Linked DNA regions of Mustela erminea: region 1 is linked to region 2. Evidence: chromatin contacts called from public Hi-C data. All regions are on one chromosome and are shown on one strand. Each heading gives the region's core, a stretch centred on a gene start, on an enhancer-like site or on the middle of the called end of the contact. The rest is flanking DNA. Distances are from core to core; before and after follow the strand shown.

Region 1 (2,871 bases), core at 42-2,541, 58 kb before region 2:
AAACTAATTACACAGCCGTGAGACACAGAGAAAAGCGTATGATGCAAATATGTGACTATGTTATTTATTTCAGAAACTCCCTGTGGACAAGCTGATACGACAGGGTTTTCTTTGGACATGACAGATGTAGAATGCAACATACTGTATCACTTTCTAACAGGAGCCCAGAAAGAATGATAGGACAAATGCAGTGGAAGATAAACCAGCAGCTCTCTGAGGGGAGATGCTGCTGATCGCCTGCCTACAAATGACAGAAGCAAGCTGAGGGAACGACAAGGAAGAGCGTTAATGAATTTAAAACTCAAACTCTTCTATTCCTAAGAACTGTGCTTGAAGTTAGCAATGTTCTCTCCCACAAGAAGCTGTACTCCCTGAAACCTCCACCGCACACCACTGTTCACCGTGGAACATCTGGATGCAGGGCTGGTTGGGCCCAAGGCAAAACATTCAAAGATTCAAAAGAAGATTCCAAGATTATTAAGAATTTCTGAGCTTATGAGGAACAGCTGAGCATGAAAGGAAACACTTCTGATCCTGGGGCCCTGAGACCACATGGGCGGCACATGCACGAAGACCGCCTGTCCACGCCATGTCACCACCGACCCCGCTGGAACAGCCAAGATCCCATGTCCTAAGTGAGTATCCGCGAATGTCAACTCCTCCTGTTTCACAGCTGCAGTCCGTCCAACACGCGGAGTACAAGCCACAACGGGAGAAGGAGCAGCTGCTTATGTCCAAAACAACACAAAAGGGAAGACAATCTCTACACTAATGCTATACATTAATATTTTTTCTACTTATGTATGCGATGAAGGGAATATCTGTAATAGATTTCTCGTGATCTCAAACAAAGGTGTACATGCACGTACTGTCAGAGTTCAGAACCCTGTGCCCTGGGGTACACTCCTCCCCAGGCCCCTGGCTCCCGGCTGCCGGAACAGAGCGGGCGCCACCTACCGGCTTGCCTGGCCCTGCCCGACAGAAACAGCACCGCACGCACCGCATGCACCACGATGAGAGCCATGTGTAGGTTTCAATGTTCTAGCAGCCACATCAAAAAAGTAAAGGAAATGCTACATTAATGTTAATAGTATACTTTATTTAACTTCACACATCCAAACATTATTATTTCATTTCAACATGTAATTCTTCTGGTACGAAGTCTTCAAAATCTGGGTGTATCTTCCACTTACAGCTCATCTCCACTTGGACCAGCCACACTCTATGCACAAGAGTCATACGGGGCCAGCAGTTGCTGTCCTGAGCAAGAGAGTTCTACTTACGGATTACTACAATTATGATTCAGAGTTTCTCTCCTGGTACTAAAATAACCACCCTCCCCCCAATCTCCTTCCACAGCCAAAGTCAACAGTTAACCACCTTTTCCACACAGGGCTAATGTGGGGTTGGTGAGGACAGATTATGGGCCAAGTTTTTCCTTTCTTCTAATATAAACATACATGAGAAATCATGTTTATTCTTACACATATAAAGCAATTTATATAGTCTTCAACTTAAAAAAGTAGGTCACAAGAAAACTAGAACTGCTTTTTGGCCTCTAATATCCAGAAATATTTGTAGGAATTAAAAGGGCTCGAATCAGGAGGGCCATAGGCAGCTCACTACTGGTTTCAATACACACCACCAAATTGTAAAATAGGGGCAGGTCTCTGGGAATTTCATTTTCTAAACTAACTCAAAAATACTATAGGGGCACCTGGGTGGCTCAGTCGGATGGGGGTCTAACTTGCTTTTAAGCTCTCATAGGCCATGGGACTGAACCTCACACTGGGCTCTGCGCTCAGCCAGGAGTCTACTTGAAGATTCCCTCTCTCCCCACTTTGCCCATCCCCCTCTCTAAAATAAATAAAAATGAATTTTTAAAAATGCCTAGAACACTCAAATACATTGGGAAACAATGTTTCATCAATGTAAAAAAAAAAAAGACACTAGACTCCCCATCATCTTGGAGTAAACTGAACCTTCACGGTCCCCATTTAGATTGAAAACAACTTACTTATTCCAGAAGCAGCAGGCATAGTTATTCCAGCCTCTGGTCAAGTTTACAAGCAAGCTGGGAACAGGACGTACTGGACAAATCGAGCTGCTGAAAGGCGGCGCACACTGGCTCACATCCTCCCGCCAGCATCCAGATACCTGGAATATCAGGACACCCTGGGCCTGGATGCAGGTATTGGGGAACTCAGCTGGGCAGCATCTGACAAGACCCAAAGGGGGAAGTGCCGGGTTCGGAGGGTGGGGGGCTGCTCGCTGGGCACACCGGAAGCCTCCTGCCACAGAAGGGGGCGGGGGCAAATCACCGCTACCGGGAGCGCGCAGTGCCACTGTGAAGGGAGGTCACTTCCGCACTGTTCGCTAACATAAACCTCCTCCTCTCAGCAAAGCTGAACGCCGACGCAGATGTTCTAACTCTCCCACGAAGAGGCAGAGACACGGAACACAAAGAGTAACAGAGGGACTCTGAGGGCAGCTCTGGCTCAGCACCACGGGAGAAGATGACAGAGGACGGGCAAGTCCACCAGTAGCTGCTTCTGCATTTCCTACTGGTGCCCTCCTCCAGCCCCTCCCAAAGGCTGGACTCATTAAATCCAACATCACAGTGCCTATTAGAGATACATATTTCTCTAGAGGAAAGGCAACTCTGAGCCACTTTCATTGTATTTGCTTTGTAACTTTGTAAAGAAGCACTGTAACTGCTTCTTCCAAAGAATATGTCAAAGGCAATCACATTTCTACCACCCAGATATTCCAGAATCATTTTTACTTTGTAATTCTTTGATATGTCAGACTTTCTTTGAGAGTAATAAATAAAGAAGTCAATTCCATTTATTACGTGTTATATTAACCAGC
Region 2 (2,876 bases), core at 246-2,745:
AGTAATAACAGCCACCAATTGCGCTGAGCTGATCCTACGTGCCAGACACGGCTTGCAGCCCATTCACTCCCGACACACTTACGAGGCAGTCACTGTTATCACTGTCCCATTACAGGGAAGGCAGGGAAGTGTAGTAACTTGCCCAAGGTCACGGAGCTGGAGAGTGCTGAAGCCAAGACCCGAATCCAGGCACTCTGACTTCGCAGGAGAGAAAGCGGAAACACCACCACCGCTTAGGAGCCATTCACGCCGGGGGCTGGACATCCGGAGTCCCTTCCCCACTTGCTGCCCACCTGCCCCACGACCTTGAGGGCACAATCAAAGTAAACTTCACATTGCTACACGGTGGGACAATACCCACGGTAACAAGTGCGGTGGGACGGAAGCGAAACGGTCGCCAAGCGCCCCTCCCACAAAGGCAGAACATAAACAAAGCTCCGGCCGACCCGCGGAGAAAACGTGAAGCACCGGGAACACCGCACGGAGCCCGAGGCGGAAACGTCGGGACACACGGCCACGGCCGGGGACTCAGTCCGCGCATCCCCAACCGCCAGCCCCGGCTGCGACGAGGGCGCGCAGGACCGAGCAGGAAACCCCTCCAGCTTGGCCGCCCAGGACCGAGCAGGAAACCCCTCCAGCTTGGCCGCCGACGGGCTTCTTTAAGAGGGAGGCCCTCCCCGCCGCGGCAAGGACCACCCCCCTGGCTTAAGGTCGCCGGGGAGGCGTTCGAGACCAGGTCTCCGCTCGTGTCACAGCCCCGGAGTTCAGGCGCCGCTCGCAAGGCCATTTAAACCCTCCGAGCCGGGCTCCGCGCTCGCCGACGGCTCCGCGGCCGCAGAGCACAAACCCACAGAACTTGTTTCCGCAGACGGGGTCCCAACAATGGCCTTCGCCAGTCCACGGCGAGCTGCCGCCCCAACTTGACACGCTCCCCGGCCCGCGCCCGGGGGAAGTGCTCCCGGGCGGGCGGCCGGGCGGCGCGGCCGCGGCGGAGCGGGGCCCGTCCGGGTTCGGGGCGCGCCCCGCCCGCCGCCGCCGCCGCCGCACAAGGCCGCGGACGTCAACCCGGGCGCAAAGTTCGCCGCCGGCCCGCGGCCCGCTCCGGCGCCCGGCCCGGCGAAGCCCCCCGCGACCCGCGGCGCGCGGGCAGGCGGCTGACAGGCGCGGGCGGGGACGGCCCGGGGAGCCCCGGCGCCGCGCCTCCCCGGCCGCCGAGCGGCGAATTCCGGGGGGGAGGGGAGGGGGCCGGGACGCTCCCTCCCCGCGCCGCCGAGGCCGGGCGGAGGGGCCTGGCCGCCGCCGCCCGCGCGCCGCGCGCCCCGCGCGCCCTGCGCCGCGGCCCGCTCCGCCGCCCCCCCCACCCCATTACCTGGAGGCGCCCGCGACCCGCCGCTAGTTGCGCTCAGGCGGGAAACGCGCTCACCGACACCATCAGCGAAGCGCCCAAAATGGCGGACGTATCAAGCAGGCCTTGAGTTCCCCCCGCCCTCCCTCCGGCCGCCTCGCAGCCAATCGCGGCTCTATCTCCGCCCCCAGGCCCGTGCTCATTGGCCTTCCTCTCCCGCCCCCTGCAACCTATTGGGTCGCCCAGCGGTCAGATTGCGCCCACTCCGATTGGCTCACAGGCCCCGTCAGTCAAGCGCGAGGAGAGCGTTCTTTTCCCATGGACTAGACGGATCCGGAACCTCTAGGACCCCGGAGTCTGGAGAAACAAATCAGAAACCCGGAGAAACCTGGCTGGTTCCCCCTACGCCGTAGCAACAGCAGGGCCTCCGTTTGACGGACGCTTGGGACCACCAATCCGAAAGCCAATGCTTTTAAAACCAAAGGGAGCCAAGCCAATCCTGGCGGTGGAGCGGAGGAGACCCGCGATGACGTGAGCCACAGTACATTCCGGCTGCGGAGGGCGGCCGGAGCTGGGGAATTAGCTCAAGTGGTAGAGCGCTCGCTTAGCATGTGAGAGGTAGCGGGATCGATGCCCGCATTCTCCACAGCCGCATTTTATAGGGGGGCCGGGGTCGCCTGAGCCGGTTCTTTCACCCGCAGGTGGTAGTTGTGCCAGAAGTTGGGGGTCGAGGTGGGGACCAGTGTGTGTGCGGAGTGGGGGCCGGGTCCGGGGGCGGCGCCCCGGGCTGCGCGTCCGTCCCCGCGGGGGCGGGGTGGGGGGCAGAGTGCGCGGCCCTCGGCGTCCCTTTTGTGTTCCAGAAGCATTTACGCCGGAGCCTCTTCCGAAATGCTCGCCCAGGGCCCCCCATGCCCTGCCGGCCTCCCCGGGAGGGCCGGGCCGGGACCCGGAGGAGTCGCCCACCGTGGCCCATCCCGGGCACTTACTCTCCAGAAACCCGTCTGGCCTCTGAGTTGAAGCGAAGCGCAGTCGCGAGTCCCGAGGGCGGAAGCTGGCCGCGAGGCTGAGGCGCAGGCGGGTGCGGGTCGCGTGGAAGCAGCCCGAGTTCGGCGGGACGCGGCCCGCGAGTGCGCGTGCGCTCGGGGAGGCTGGGCGCTGCGGGTCCCCCGGGGTGCCGGCCGCTCGTGGGCCGCGCTGCGCTCAGCACTTGGTCTGTGCGCGCCCGCGCGGGTGCGTGGGGAGCAGAGTCCGCGCTCGGACGGTCTGCGGGGGGCGGTCAGACACCCCTGGAAGTAACGCAGGCCGCAGAGTTGGGGGGGGGCCCTCCTGGGCAGGTGGCTTTTCGACCACGAACAGAGAGGACCGAGCCGTGGCTGCTGGGTCCGGGTGGCAGGGAGAGAGACCGGAGACGCCAAGACCGAGCTTTGGAGCACTGGGGAGGTAGGGGTGGCTGGGTTGTGGCGAGAGACGGACAGGTCAGGGAGTGGCGATGGCTGCATGGTGCGGGGCTTTGGGGACGGTGCCGCCATGC

What was found. A called contact is a pair of places that touch in the nucleus more often than the background predicts.
Region 1: a Hi-C map of skeletal muscle shows a contact between it and region 2, with 4 times the contacts expected there. The contact joins the enhancer-like site here to the promoter of PPP6R3 in region 2. A contact is called at or near these places in 3 of 3 Hi-C or Micro-C datasets (fibroblasts, skeletal muscle and spleen).

What each region holds. Positions count from the first base shown.
Region 1 is chr9:109,640,136-109,643,006 of mMusErm1.Pri, reverse strand. The region is part of intron 3 of PPP6R3 (serine/threonine-protein phosphatase 6 regulatory subunit 3); the gene reads right to left. Among named protein-coding and RNA genes, the nearest start is that of PPP6R3, 57 kb to the right of the region's middle. Within about 2 kb of position 1,291, the one cell type or tissue checked has open chromatin away from gene starts, as enhancers often do. A contact at or near this core is called in fibroblasts, where this site is marked.
Region 2 is chr9:109,582,752-109,585,627 of mMusErm1.Pri, reverse strand. It overlaps PPP6R3 (serine/threonine-protein phosphatase 6 regulatory subunit 3), which reads right to left and starts at 1,495. Exons shown (of 25, transcript XM_032357794.1): 1 at 1,370-1,495. TRNAA-AGC (a tRNA gene) reads left to right here and starts at 1,919; the gene lies at 1,919-1,991.